Regions from separate parts of the Mus musculus genome. Here region 2 is linked to region 1. Evidence: chromatin contacts called from public HiChIP or PLAC-seq data. All regions are on one chromosome and are shown on one strand. The core of a region is the stretch at or near the end of the contact, and the rest is flanking DNA. Distances in the headings are between cores, read along the strand shown.

What was found. HiChIP or PLAC-seq counts read pairs in DNA pulled down with a chosen protein or histone mark.
Region 2: a FOXA1 HiChIP or PLAC-seq map of pancreatic cancer cells shows a contact between it and region 1. The contact joins the promoter of 0610030E20Rik here to the promoter of St3gal5 in region 1. A contact is called at or near these places in 3 of 39 promoter capture datasets (the C10 cell line, hematopoietic stem and progenitor cells and pre-B cells), 1 of 484 Hi-C or Micro-C datasets (embryonic stem cells) and 2 of 115 datasets of contacts at active chromatin or transcription factors (embryonic stem cells and pancreatic cancer cells).

Annotation. Positions count from the first base shown.
Region 1 is chr6:72,092,563-72,100,329 of GRCm38.p6, reverse strand. St3gal5 (ST3 beta-galactoside alpha-2,3-sialyltransferase 5) reads right to left here and starts at 2,722. Exons shown (of 7, transcript NM_001035228.2): 1 at 2,548-2,722. The coding sequence starts at 2,626.
Region 2 is chr6:72,342,120-72,349,886 of GRCm38.p6, reverse strand. It overlaps 0610030E20Rik (RIKEN cDNA 0610030E20 gene), which reads right to left and starts at 2,570. Exons shown (of 4, transcript NM_026696.1): 1 at 2,372-2,570; 2 at 2,176-2,294; 3 at 1,207-1,358; 4 at 1-890. The coding sequence starts at 2,478. The coding sequence ends at 768. Usp39 (ubiquitin specific peptidase 39) reads left to right here and starts at 4,712. Exons shown (of 13, transcript NM_138592.4): 1 at 4,712-5,002; 2 at 6,919-6,988. The coding sequence starts at 4,738.

The sequences.
Region 1 (7,767 bases), core at 1,473-3,972:
CTTCTCCATCCTCCGCTGTTATTGTATATATATATATATATATATATATATATATATATATATATATATATATATATATTATATATTCCCAGTTGTTTCTATGCCAAGCCTTCCCAGCCAGACTGGAATGAAGAGCATGCTCTTGGAGGGTGACGGCTGTTCTCTTGGTTCCATAAGCAGAGCAGAATAAAGTCCTCCTCTAAAGCTAGATAGACGTGGAGGGTGACTCTTTCTCCTCCCCACATGTCTTGGTTAGGGTTTCTACTGCTGTAACACCATGACCCAAAGCAACTGGGAGAAAAAAAAGGGTTTAATTTCAGCTTACAATTCCACGTTGCAGTCCATCACTGAGGGAAGTTAGGACAGAAACTGATACACTGCAGGAATCTAGAGGCAGGAGCTGATGCTGAGAGTATGGAAGAACACTGCTTACTGACTTGGTCCCCAGAGATTGCTAAACCTTCTTTCTCATACAACTCAGGACCACTAGCCCACAATGAGCTGGGCCCTCCCCACTTAAGAAACTGTCTCCCAGGCTTGCCTCCAGGACAATCTGGTAAGGGCATTTTTTTTCAAATGATGCTTTCTTTTCTCAAATAATTCCAAGTTACATCAAGTTGACATTAAAAACTACCCAGCACACCATTAATCTGCCAAGAGACAGCTGCTAATTCTCTACTACTTTGCAAGCCCAGTAAGGGAGCAAGAGGTGGAGGAGGCAAGCCAACGACAGGTGTGTTTCTTGATTACCTCCCTGTCCAGTCACCCATTTGACTTGTTTTGATGACATGGGGCAGTGACCAGTGTATGTCAAGCTGAATGCATTTGCAGAATCATCATAAATGTGTGCTTTTAGAATTTCCTGCCAGCCCCCAGCATGCCATTTTCCAGAAGCCTTGTCACACCTCCTCTTACTCTGTTTAAGCCAGGCATGTTGGCACAAGTCTGTGATCCCAGCACTTGGATCAGTGGTTCAAGGCCAGCTTCGGATGCACCAGTGAATTCAAAGCCAGCCTGAACAGCATGCTATCCCCGACTCAAAAACCCAAACCAACCAACCAACCAACGGACCGACCAACCAACAAAACAGCCACCCAAACCTCCAATCATCTCAATTTCTTTTCAAGTCTCAAAGAAAACACTATCAGCCTGATAGCCACAGCACCGACCACATAGCAGACATGAGTGTCAGGAGATGCAGCACTCTGACTACAGTGCTCTGGAAGCTCATATTAATATTCTCTTGACCAAAAACTTGGAAATCAGACAATTCCTAGCCCTGCAACCAGCAATGTGAGAAACCATTCTGAGCTGTCAGGATATGGAATTACACAAAAGAAACCAAAACCTACTTTTCTGGTCCTTTCTTTCAGCAGACAAATCCCTCTTCTCAGGCCCAGCATTTGCGTAGGGCTGCAGGTAGAAGAGGATTTACAGTCATAAACCAAGGGAAGGCTTGGCTAGACACCAGAGGGCAGAGATGAGTGTGAGTCTCCTTCCTTTGTAAGTCTAAAACCCAGCACAGCTCTTGGCTGAAGGAACCTGAAACCCATCGGTCCCAGAAAAAGCACAACACATAAAAATGCCTCTTCCTCCTTTTAAGTACATCTACTTACATTTACACCTAATTTTGCAAAGGCAAAATTCATATATGTGAATTAAGACTGAATTACTGGGGGGAAAGGTATAAAAATTTCATTTCCAAGTCAGCTAGTGATTCTACAGAGTTCTCGCCAATTGACATATTTATTCTAAATGGTTAAAACCACAAACTCATTGTGGAAGAGACCCAAGCCAACAGCAAGTTAAGTCTTCCAGTACAGACCTGGAGAGCAAGCTCCCCACAGGAGGATATCAGTGTCTGCCAAGGTCATCCAGCTGATGTGCAGTAGGGACAAGAGCTTTCATTTACTGGGGTCCTACCAATTGTTCTCTAACACCCTCTCCGCAAAACAAACAAATAAAACAGCGCACAAAGAACGCGTCCCCTCGTCAGGACACAGCTTAAAATTTCCAAGAAACCAAAACGGTCTCCCAATGTGTCTCCTCCGCAGGACTGGCCGCAGAGAGGGGGCAGGGAAGGTCACCAGTGAATTTCTGCCAGCAGAAAGCTACCCACTTTCACACTGCACGTCTACCCACATGGATGCACCAGGAGGGTTCAGGCGCCACTAGTTACCCTGTACAAGGTTCCCCAAAGCAGTCAAGGGAGACACTGAGTCTATTCGACTCTGCCGGCTCAGAAGGTTCCAGCAATGAATTAAAATCCCAGAACCAAGCGACGTGAAGAGGGCCACTCTGGCTGGACCTGCCACGCGGGGCAGGTCATCCTTACCCGCAGCGCCGCGTCCACACCTGCGCAGGCTGCGCCGGGGGCGCCCATGTAGGCAGCCAGGGGCCGCGACCCTCCGCCCGTGTCCCCTAGCAGGCGCGTCCGGCGTCGCAGGGCTGGGGAGGAGCCGCTGGGCCTGGGGTATCGCAAAGGCGGATCGCCGCTATCTGGGCTCCCCGGTGTCCGCTCTGCCGACTGGGGGCTGCGCCACGTACCTCGGCAGGCAGGTGCCGCTGCTTGGCTTCGCAGCTTCTGGGGCCTCCGCGCCGCGCCGCCCACCGCCTCTGTGTGCATGCTAGGGAGGGAGCGCTGGCAAGCCGCCAGCCCGGGGCCCCGCGCCCCAGCCAGCCCCCGGCGCCGCGCTCGCGCCAATTCAGCCCCGGACAGTCCGCTCCCCCGCGCGGATGCTGAGGGGGGTGGGGGTAGGCGGGGGCGGGGTCGCGCGTCACGAGGATAAGGGAGACCAATCAGAGTGCGCCGAGGCCCCGCCTGCGAGCGGACTGTCCCCCCGCCCCCTCCGACTGCTAGTGCGAGGGGGAGCGGGACAACTCCAGCCGAGAAGTAGGTGGGGCGCCAGGCAGCCTAGGATGAGGGTGCCCCGCGCTCGGGGATCTCTTCAACTCTCCCCAGGCTTGCGCGTGATTAGATAGTGGAAGGCGTTCCGGAGAACCTAAGGTGGCTCTGGACCGGTTAAAGGCTTTGACTGAGCATCCAATTAGGAGTCGGAGCTGGGGAACTAAGGGGCTTGACGTAGTCACGTGCTTTATTCGCCAGCTGCCCACTGGTCTTCAGGTAATTACTGGTCCTGGGTTCCTGAGACCCAAGAGACAAATACCAGGACAAGCTAAATCAGCGGTTCTCAACCTGGGGGTCGCCTAATACCAATGGAAGACACGTTTATTTACATTTACGATTCACAACAGTAGTGGAATTACAGTTATGAAGTATCAACGAAAATACTTTTTATGGTCAGGGGTTACCACCACAACTTGAGGAAGTGTATTAAAGGGTCGCAGCATTAGGAAGGTTGAGAACGATTAGGCTACACGGTTGTTACTGTGCTAGTTACCAAAGCCAACCAACTTGTTTTAACAGGAGAAGGAACTGAGGTCTGTGTGGGACTGAGGGTGAGTAGCTTTGAAGTCATTTGGAGGCCGAAGCAGGAACAGAACCTGGGCTTGGAGCGCTCAAATCTTATTTGTCTGAAAGCTAGAGAGGCCCTGGCCTCTCACACCTTATTTTGGAAAGGAAATGCCATACGATTTTTAAAAACACATTTAATAAATCCCAAAATTGGTGCATTAAAAAGGCCTAAAACCGGACTGGATCTCCCTTTTAGGATATTTTTCCCCATGATCTTCTAGAAAAGCCGACAAGAAAGGGATCCAAAGCGCAGAGTAAATGATATAATGTAGCCAAGTTCTTCTGAGGATGCAGACCCTTTGTTACTGCATGTGTGTGTGGGAAATCCCCTAGTGCCATAGTCTTTGTTATATTGGAATAGCTTGCCTTCGACCTCAAGAACATTTAACCACAAAGGGGCATTCTGATAGTCAGGAGGCACGCTTTCCAAGATAACAGCTCCAGTTTTCTTGGTGACTGCATAGCAAACTCCTTTTTGGGTCTGCTCAAGGTCCCGTGCTAGATCTGTGTATCAGCTGAGAAAATTGAAGCTTTGTAGTGGAAGCTTGTCAGCCTGTACAAACAGGAAGAGGCCCTGGGCTAGCTTTTAGAACTCCCTTCTCCAGCCCCAATCAAGCATGGCTATCCATCTTTTACCGAACAATAACCCTCTCATTTTGAGAAGGAAGATCCTAGACCCTGAGCCAAGAGCCGTTATCAGTTTTCCTTTTTACAGCAGCTTGCTCTCTTTGCTCTTTCTCCAGGGTGGAGAGTAGAACATGGTCGCCTGGGAACTGGGGGATGCTCTCTGGGTAGTCAATGCCAAGAATAAAGACATAGGAAAGAACGGAGTAGGTGGATTCTACTTTCATGGCTATCCAAAACAACAAATCTGTATGATTTTAAAGCGAGGACACTGGAAATAGTCTAGAAAGGGAAAAAAAGATGGAAGAAAGCCTGACATGTGGCTAAAGCCAGTGGGTTGGCCAAGGCTGGTCAGACACTAGCTAGCTGCCTGGAATGACTATAGCAGGAAAAAGATTGCAGAGCCGCTCACTCTCCTACTATTGGACCAGCCTGAGGCCTGCCTGTGTGGTCTGATGCTCTGACATCTCTGTGCCTTGGTTCTCTCCCACATCTCCCTGTGTGGAGCCCCACCCTCTTAGCAGTAAGGGCTGTCCTGGAAGCTGGAAGCATCCTGCCTTACAAGAGTAGGTGTAAGTTGAGGGCAATGAAGTGTAAGAAGTGAACTCTACCTTCTGTCTTAGTCTCCTGGGACATTTGTTTCAAATATTCATGAGCTCTGTCACCTAGTTGACACTTAGTGAAGGAAAAGAAGACCTGCTCCCAAAGTCCCCAAATAACACACTAGAATCAGCCACTAGATTTCAATGGTTTACTGAGTGGCTTCAGAGAAGCTTCCAGACTCTGGCTACCATACAGTAGGACTACTAATAAATCAGAGATAGCAGCTACCACTTCCTAAATTCACTTTTTCCATTTACTACATTAGTTAATCTAATGACGTCCTCTCACCCTCCCCTTGTGAGCTGCAATATTCTATTTTGGTAAGTTTGTCTAACTTTTGGTTCTATTGGGTGGGTTCTGTTTGAAGTTTAAAAAAAAAAAGATAAATACGGTCTGTGTCCTCCTTGTTGTCTCCGGGACCCTTTCAGAGAATCTCCACAGTCAAAACTATTGTATAATAATCTCATGACACAAAAGGTGAACAAAACTAACTGCCCATCACTAATCAAAACAGCATAAACGATTGGGTGGGGTAGTACATGAATGGAATGAATCCCAGTGTACTGGAGTGGACGAAAGAGGATCAGAAGTTCAAGGTCATCTTCAGCTACACAGCCAGTTTGATGCGAGCCTGTGCTACATAAGACCCTGTTACAGCAAAACAATTCATGGTACCCAATTATAAAGATCCTTGACGGGGCTGTGGACATGTCCCTGTAACTCGAGTTCCAGGTGATCCAATGCCCTCTTCGGGCCTCCGTGGCCACTGCATGCATGTGGTACTCAGACATACATGCAGACAAAATACTCATACATACAAACTAAAAATAAGTCTTTTAAAAAGATTCTTGAGTATGCATCTTTCTCTATTTTTATTTTTGTTACCTTTCATTCATTCATTTCTATAGAAATGGCATCTTTTTCTTTTCTTTTGTTTGTTTTGTTTTGTTTTGTTTTGTTTTGTTATTTGAGACAGGGTTTCTCTGTATAGTCCTGGCTGTCCTGGAACTTTCTCTGTACACCAGGCTGGCCTTGAACTCAGAAATCCAACTCCCTCTGGCTCCTAAGTGCTGGGATTAAAGTTGTGCACCACCACTGCCCGGCTCTTCTTATTATTTTATATAACAGAATGAAGACTTCATTTAAAACACTTGCTTCAAAGTGATGGAATATGATTGAAAAATGTTTTGGTAATTGAGTTGTAAACAGAATCAATCATGTATTTTCAGAAAACATTTTTTAAAAAGTGTGTGTGTGTGTGTGTATGTGTGTGTGTGTGTGTGTGTGTGTGCATGTGTGTAGGACTCTGTGTATACATTCATCTAGTATATGCAAGTCTTTGCATGCATGTGGAGGTCAGGATGGGACAGGGGGTGTCTCTGAGCCACTTCATCTTATTCCCTGAGACAGCATCTCTCAGTGAACTTGTAGCTAGGCTGGCTGGCCAGTAAGCTCCTGGAATCAGCCCTTCCCCCACCGCAGCACTGGGGTTCCAGTACAGGTGGCCATGCACAGCTTTTATGTGGGGTTTGGGGATTTGAACTAAGGTCTTCAGCAAGTGCTCTTTCCCACTGAGCCACTTCCCCAGTCCCAATTAATCTATTTTTATCTGTTTATAAGATGAGTATTTAAATTATAGGGCCCTATGCTGATTAGACACATGTTCTGCACTGAACAGTACTCCCTGGCCTACGCTTATCATTTTTAATGAAGTAATGAATATTATTTAGAGGGAAAGTGCTGTTGTTTTAGACTTGTTTTGAAACAGGCTCTCACCCTGGCTGGCCTAGACCATCCACATAAACCAGTGTGGCCTTAAACTCAAAGAGCTCTGCTTACCTCTACCTCCTGAGGGCTAAGCTTAAAGTTGTAGTCCATCACACCTGATGCAATAAATATTTTAAAAATATATTCAGTTTTAATTTTTTCTCTGTTTTTTGTTTTATTTTATTGTATTTTTGTTTATTTGCTTGCTTGCTTCGTTTTTGAGACAGGGTTTCTCTCTGTAGCCATGGCTGTCATGCTCAGCAAACCAAGCTGGCCTAGAACTCACAGAGATCTGCCTGCCTCTGCCTCCCCAACGGCTGAGATTAAAAGTGTGTGCCACCACTACCAGACCTGTTTTAATTTCTAACTGGGCAACAAACATGAGGTAAAGTCTATATCTAGAGGGTTTTTGTTGTTGTTGTTTGTTTTTGTGGTGTTTTTGGTAGCCTCAGTAATTTCTAGAAATAAAAAGAAGTCCTATCACTGGGCACAGGAACCAGAATGACCTAAAGGAAATCTCCAGAAATGCCTCCATTTCCTGCTAGCAGCCTCAGAGGAAGTGCAAAAAAATAGCCTTTAGATGGTAAGAAGGGTAGACCTGAGGAAGAAACCAAGGCTATACAAACACAGAGTGCTGCAGAGATTAGAAAGGAGACATTTCTCAGATATTTACAGAAAATTTTGAGATAGTAGATTAAAGCAGTCCTGAAACCCTCCGTCCATTCCAGTTATATGAGGCTATGGGTTCCTCTGTGGATTGAACTCACTCCCCTCAAGCCTCTGAGTGGTATTCTGTGTGTGTGTATGTGTGTGTGTGATTTTAACAAGCACCCAGGACCTCAGCTCATTCTCCCAGAAGTCCTTCCTTCTGCCGTCATTCATATGATACATGCCGGCTGCAGAAGGAACTGGGGAGGTGGCTGGCAGTGTGGGAGGAAAGGGACCTGGAACAGAAATGGTGTCAAAACAGTGGCACCGAAGGCTGACAGGCAGTGCTGCCTCTGTCTGTAACCTCTAGTGACTTGGAACTCCCCGTGGGGCCCAGGCAGAGGGAAAGAGGGACAGAGGATCCCTCAAACTCTTGGCACTACTCCTGCCTCGAGCCCCCTGGGTGCTAGGATTATAGGGCCTGCACCACCATTACCGGCATAGAACATTTTTATCTTCTCTGGCTTTTCTGGGTTTTGTTTTGTAAACATTTTACATAAACCACATTGCTTTTACTCAGAGGAGCAAATCAAATGTATAGTACCACTTTCTAAAAAGTCCCCAACCGAGGGCACAGCTTCAGAGGGCAG
Region 2 (7,767 bases), core at 1,321-3,820, 250 kb before region 1:
AGATCTACCCATCTCTACCTCCTGAGTCCTGAGTACTGGGACTAAAGGCATGTGCCACCACGAGTAGCAGGACAGGTTTTTCAACTAAGGACTGCAGCTTAGCTCAGCATCTTCTTCCTGGGTCTCCTACGTAGACAGTTTTAAGCAGTGAGGCCTATGAGGAGCTTGGGCAAGCCACAAAAGGGGAAGGACATGTGCTTCCAAAGAGGCCTCAAAACCAAAGCTCTCCTGTTTATTGGCATCAGAAGTACTTGGAGACCTTGTTAGGAAGGCAGGCTCCCAGAAGTCCCATGCTAAATTCCTGAGTGGCAGAGAAACAGTCATGCTGGGGGTGGGGGACATAGATTCTACCTAAGGCAAAAAGATAGGAGAAAGGAAAAGTGACAGCTGAAAACAGGCCTAGGCAAAGATGAGTGGAAGAAAGCAGAAACATGAAGGGGCCTGACAAACGACCTCATCAAGACAGCACCACACAGGCAAAAGCTTCAGAAAGCCTGGCTCTCCCTAAAGTCTCTGCTCCCAAAACACCAAGTTAGCCAAAGCTGTCATAAAATTCCAGAATGTTAGGTTAGATGAATGAGACAAGAAAAATGGCTGCTGAGAGACAGGTCAGATGTGGTCCTGCAAGACCTTTGTGGATACAGCAGCTTAGAGAAGGAGGACAGGCTCCCTGAAGATCACATGGACTCATCCTGACACCCCCCAAACTAGGGGTGAGCTCCTTGGGCAAAATTCTGCCAAGTGCAGTGAATCCTGCCTCCGCCCCGTCAGTGCCGGCTCTGGCGTTTTGCAAGTTCCTCCTGGATTCGCGATCTGAGGGCCTCCCGCATGGCTGGATCCAGAGGTGTGTGTGCTGATACTGCCTCACTCACCCTTCCAGGATCATCGTCCTACGTGGAGGAAGAGTCAGGAAGCTCAGAGCCTGGTTCTCCCTCAAACAAGTGCTGCTCTGTTCCTAGACAGCACGCTCACAGAACTGTTTGGCTTAAGGCTTCTGTTTCTCAGGAGTCCCCTGTAACAGTGATTCTCAACTGAGGGTCACAAGTTTTCCCTGTTCCCCCAACTAGGAATCTCTATGTGCTGAGACTATCTGCTGGGAAGACATATTTTCCCACTGGCCCTGAGATTAACAGCGGTTCAGGAACTGGTGGTAGTTTCCGTCATGGCCCAGGACGGTCACGCTGCAGCTGTTTCCAAAAGGCGTACCTGATAGACAATAACTGAAGTGACCTCGCCACTGTCCGCCTCATAGTCTAAACAGAAGAGCTGGCGGCCAGGAGGCTCTAGCTCGGAGCTTCCACTACTGCTGCTTTCACTGGCTTCCTCACAGTCTGGGTTCACGGGGTGGGTGGAGCCATCTGTAAGGGCAAACCAGAGTGAGAGGGAAGAGGGGGTATGCTGCTAAAACCCCTGCCCACAGAAATGATCAGAAAAACAGCACCAAGAAAGCCTCCAAGCTTCCAACAGACCCTGGGTGTGTATGTGTGTGTGTGTGTGTTATGTATGTAGCTGTCAATCAGGATTTTAACTTCTTCCCTCCACTCCAGCACAATCTGTTAAAAAGTAAGTATAAGCTGCATATGTCTCCTGCAAATATCACTGGAAGCTGCTGAAAGGATGGACAGAGCTCTGCCTCAGTTCAAATCCAGGCTCTGCCATTTACTAGGTCTGTGATGTTGGACACCTTATTCACCTCTCTGGCTAGGGAAACAGACATAAGAGTCCTCAGCTTAACAGCGTCCTACGGACTCAATAATGTACTCAAGATCTAACCCCTCTGTAAAGAACAGCCCACAAACTTAGTGTCATATGTTAGTCAACATGAGTTCATGGTCACAGAAAGCCCAAGAAAAGGCCATTTACTGGGTTTGTTTCATTTTATGTACTGATCTTTCTTTTCTTTTCTTTTTTTTTAAATCCCTGCCACACTTTCTCTTCCAGGTGGCAGAAATATTAAAACCCAGCCTGATAGATCACACTGGTGGACAGCGTTTCCTGGCCGGGTCCCAGCTACCTTATATAACAGTGCAGTTTAACTGGGGTCACTGGCCCAGGGGGCGCTGCTATTGATGCAGTGGCTGCTGTAAGGGCCAGGTGGGCAGGAGCCCTGACGCAGAGAGAGGGGCTTGCCCGGGGGCGGGACCGCGGGCGGGCGGGCGACAGGCGGCGGCTCACCTCGGTGGCGCGGCAGGTACACTTGTAGGTCTGGCTTGCGGGGCCGCGTGGGCGCGGGCGTGTGGCGCCTCCTCGCCTTCTCCTTGGCCGCCTGCTTCACCTTCTTGTCGTAGTCGTCCCTGCGGGGAGCCGAGCGGGAGTCAGGCGCTGTCACCCGGCCGAATCGGGCCGGGCCGGGCCTGGGGCGGGGCGGTACCGATCGAGCTGGTTCCGACGGATGTGGTGTACGAAGCCGTGGCTCATGTCCAGACGCCCGCCGGGCTTGCAGCACAACCCCGGCCCGTGATCCTGGGCCGCCTCCATTCGTATGCTGGGTACAGAACCGCCGTAACCGCCACAACTGCCGCGGAATTAGGGCCTTCGGCTGCGGACCATGACTTCCGGCCGCCGACCTCGGCTTCCGGCTCCGATGCCCTTTTTCCGGTTGCGTAGGGCCAGGCGCAGCGGAGCAGAGATGCTTTCGAAATTTGAGAACCTTCATCTGTGAGCGCCCGTAGAGCTGGAGGTCCTCTTACTTTGTGGTATCACCTGAACGAAAGAAGGAGTATATATAGCTAATACCAGGAAATTATTTTTAAAAATTCGAGTCATCCACGAATACTGAAAATGCATTCTATTAGTCTAGAGATGTTGACTTTCTTTTCCTAGCCCTTTAGTATAATAAACTTCACTATGAGATCATATGCGTGTGTCTATGTGTTGTGTGTATCTACTTTGCTCCTGTCTTTAAAGCTAGATTCTGCTCATGAGAAATATTTTGTCATCTCCATCACCTCTGCTCCATCTTCTTTTAGACCCCCTCCTTGCCTCCTATAGTTCTCTCCCCTTCTCTCCCCTCTTACACACACACACACACACACACACACACACACACACACATACACACTTAAAATCTAGGTCCTACATATGGGAAAAACATGCAATATTGGTGATTACTCTTTCTAAATTATACTGAATTCGCTTAACATCTTTAGGTTCACCATTTCCCTACAAATGACATTTCTTTATGGCAGAATTAAAGAAGACATGTTAATATATGCCACTTGGTTGACTCTTTAATCTAAATGTGCCTAGGTTTCCTTAATTTTGTTTTTGTAGTGTGTGTGTATAGGCAAGAGGACGACACTGGGTGCTCTTGTCTGTATTCTCTACCTGTTCCTTTGAGATAGGGCCTCTCACTTAACCTGTAATTCAGCTGACAGCCACCAAGCCCTAGTGGTCCTCCTGTCTCCATTTCCCACATGGCTAGGACTATAGGCATGAGCCCACTGTCAGCTTTTTCCACGGGTGCTGGAGTTTTGGACTCATGCTTGGACAGTAAGCTTTCTCACCAATTGAGCCAATCTCCTCCGTTTGTTTGCTTATTAGTGGACATACTAAAAACATCTGTCTCTGATAGGCAATGAGGCAGACAAGTGCTCACGTAGGTAAGTTTTCCCCACCCATACCCAGTCCCTATTTCAGCCACATTGGAGCTGCACTGCTGGTGTCCAGACCACTTGCTTAACTGACCATGAGAGGAACCAAGGCTTTTGAGGGTCTAATAGTGCATAGCCTTCTCTTGTTTCTTTCCTTCTGGCATGTAGCCTAGGATAGTCTTGAATTAACTATGTAGCTCAGTTGGCCTTAAACTTTGGGATTTGTTTTGCCTGATCCTGAGAGTATAGCTTTCCAAGTTTTCAGTTTAAAATGTAAACATCAGAAACTTATTAGAGCAGTGACAGAATCAAGTGCATCTGCTTGATGGAATTGTTATATTGAAAGTAAAGGAACAGACTGCCTTACCCTAGACGTGAATGAGACCTGGTCAGAAAGAGGAAACACCGACTCATACTTGAACATAAAATTCTAGGAAATGTAGTCACTATTGTGGTTTGGGTGGGATTCCACGTGGGCACAGGACATTTCTGGGGTGAGACAAGTTTCTTCTCTTGAATCTGTAAGTGTTCATACATCGCAATTTAGCAAATTAGACACATCAAACGTGTACTATCTTGTATATCAATTATACTTCGATGGAACTGTTCAAATAGGCAGGGACTAAGGCATGACTCAGTGGTAAGGCTGAATTTGAAGTTTTATTAGCTAAACAATAAATGCGCCTTAGCAGAGTATTTGCAAACTCATTTCAAGAGCCCTTTAAATATGATACTAATTGAAGTTCCCAGGTACAAGCCTGAATGAAGGAGTTAATTTGGGAATACTGACTCCTTTTCCTGTGTAGGTCATCAGTCCCTGATCAGGGGACATCTCTGGATCGTCGTTTCGAGACACAAATTGTCCTGAAGCTATCTCGGGTGGAGTGCTAGCTTCCTTTTCCCTAAAATGAAAGTAGCCTGTGAAAGGTTCCTATTTAAGCCGTGAAGAGATGTTGGACAAGGACACAATATGTTCGAAACTATCTCGGTTGGGCCAGCAGCGCTTATAACGTTTTATAAGCCTGTATTGTCCCTCACAGCGACTCGTAGCGCGCTGCGTTTCTATGAGGCCATCTCGACTTCTGATTGGCTGCTTGCTGCCCGTGCTCGGCGCCGGCGCGGAAGCTCCTAACTGGTGGTGGCGATGTCTAGCCGGTCCAAGCGGCAGTCCCATGGTTCCACCCGCGGGAAGCGTGAGTCCGAGTCTCGTGGCAGCTCGGGTCGCATCAAGAAGGAGCGAGACCGTGAGAAGGAGCCCGAGGCGGCGAGCTCCCGGGGTAGCCCGGTCCGCGTGAAGCGGGAGGCCGAGCCGGCTGCGCGAGAGGTCCCGGCGCCCGCGCTCCCGGTCGTGCGGGTGAAGCGTGAGCGCGAGGCCGATGAAGACTCGGAGCCCGAGCGGGAGGTGCGAGGTGCGCGGGGCCGGGCCGGGCGCGTCCTCTTCCTTCGCCTGCTTTCTTCTTTCTCCTCCTATATTTTTAAAGACGGGTCTCAGGAACTTGAAGTTGTAACCAGAGATGGCCTTAGACTCTTGCTTCCCCTTCTTGAAGTCTGAGATGCCCAGTTTTTGTCTGCTTTTTACTTTTCCTTTCTTCTGCCTCCCTGACCAGGCTTGAATCCAGCAGGCTGGATTGCCTGTCATAATACATCACAGCATCTCCCTATTCACGTATAGCCTACGTGGGTCAGGTGCTCTACTGACGACTGTACAGATGGACCCTTCTCCGTTCCCCCCCACCCCCCACAAATTCCTAAGAGTCAGAGTCATGTTGTAATTTTTGGAATAAGACCATTAGTTGAGTCCCAGTGCACTCAACTCAAGTATTGACTTTGTACTAGTTGAATAGTTTGGAGACACTAATGCTTCTCCTGGGTTTTGCATGGGGGTTGTTCCATGTTGTCTTGTAAAGGATGCTGATGTAATGACCAGCCTTGGGAGACAGATAGTATTATTCCATAGAGCAATAGGTAGGGAGTAAGGTCACAAGAAGATATAATCTTCTTTAAGGGCAGGGATCTTCTGTAAGGCAACCCACTATGAGCACTGGTTCTTTTTCTATTCTATTATGGGACTTAACTCTAGGATCTGGCAAAGATGTCATATAATAGGGTACTGTTATTGCTGTAGTAGACTCTTTGTTTTAGTCTGTGATCATGTGGCTTCTGTCAGCATCCATGAAGCTGTGTCAAGCTAACACATTAGGGTTAACTTTAGTTAGAGTTAACACATTAGGATTAACTCTCAGAACCAATACAGTTCTTGTACTAATAGTAGATTTAAGGATATTCAGCTTATCTTAGTACTTGTGATATATTTCATGATACTTTTCCTGCCCATTTGATATTTATTTATTTATTTATTTGCTTATTTAGGCAGGCTCTTACTAAGTAGCCCTGGCTGTCTTGGAACTTTGTCGGTAGGCCTCAAACTCAGAGATTTCACCTAGCCTACTCACTCAAGGGCTAGGATTAATGTACACCACCAATGCCTGGCATTTATTTATGTGTATGCATGTACCATGGTGTATGTGTGGAAGTCAGTGGGCAACTTGTGGGAGTCCGTTTTCTCTCCTAGCCTGTGTGTCACAGGGATTGAACTCAGATAGTTGGGTTGCTGGTAAGCACCTTTACTAAGCCATCTCACTTGCCTGGATTCCTTTATGTAATATATAAATTAATCTTTCATTGGTTATATATGTAATAGACCTACTCTTAGTTTGCAACTTATTTCATTAGTGGCCTTTTTTTGAATGTTGTCACTAAAGGAAATGGAAAAGCTCATCTTTTTGAGATGTGTGTGTGTGTGGTCCCTGGCTGTCCTAGAACCTAACCTAACTGATCAAACTCTCCCAATCTTAGTGATCAAATGTTCCCATTTCGGTGATTTTGTTTTGTTTTGTGTTTGCTTGTTTTGTGCCTGTGATTTGAGGAGAGCCTCCAGTCCTCCATTTATGATGCTGGAGCAGATCTTGGCTGTGCTAGTTAAGTGTTCTACCACTGAGCAGATCTTGCCTGTGCTAGTTAAGTGTTCTACCACTGAGCAGATCTTGGCTGTGCTAGTTAAGTGTTCTACCACTGAGCAGATCTTGGCTGTGCTAGTTAAGTGTTCTACCACTGAGCAGATCTTGGCTGTGCTAGTTAAGTGTTCTACCACTGAGCAGATCTTGCCTGTGCTAGTTAAGTGTTCTACCACTGAGCAGATCTTGCCTGTGCTAGTTAAGTGTTCTACCACTGAGCAGATCTTGCCTGTGCTAGTTAAGTGTTCTACCACTGAGTTACTTTCCAGCACAAGTTTCCCATTTAACAGCCTGTATGGATTTCTTCTCAGCAAAGAATGGCCGAGTGGATTCTGAAGACCGGAGGAGTCGTCACTGCCCGTACTTGGATACCATTAATAGGTCAGTAATATAGAAAGGCTGAGGGCAAGACTTGGTGATGTATCTCAGTAGTAGAGCAGTTGCCTGGCATGTCATAAGCCCAAGGTTTAATCACCAATACTATGCAAACAAACAAAATCAGTGGATTTTTAAAAATTTACTTTTATTTTATGTATGTTGGTATTTTGCCTGCATTTATGTCTGTGTGAGAGTGTCAGATCCCCTGGAGCTGCATGGATGTCTGTGGGAGTACCGCATCCCCTGGAACTGGAGTTACGGATAGTTGTGAACTCTCACGTGGGTGCTAGGAATTGAACAACTGGAAGAGCAGCCAGTGCTCTTAACTGCTAAGCCATCTCTCCAGCCCCATCAGAAGATTTTGAGATGCAGAATACAGTAGAAAATTCTCTAAACAGAGCATTGAAGCATTCTAACTCTCCTCCTTTTATGCCTGTCTGCCTAGAAAATTGTGCTTCTCACCATGCTCAGCCATGTTGTCCCTTTATAGTGGCAGAGTGCGCTTTTTGTTTTGTTTTGTTTTTTGAGATGTGTGTGTGTGTGTGGTCCCTGGCTGTCCTAGAACCTAACCAGGTTGTTGTCCTTGAACTCAGGGATTTGCCTGCCTCTGCCTCCTGAGCGCTGGGATTAAAAGCCTGCACCACCTTGCCTTTGAAGGTACTTTAATATCAGCCTCAGCACACAGGTTAAAGGAAAGAGCTTACAAGAAAGATACAGATTTTAAAAACTGGTTGAGTGTGTATTACTTTTAGCTTCAGAAGATATCATGTATATTTAAGAGG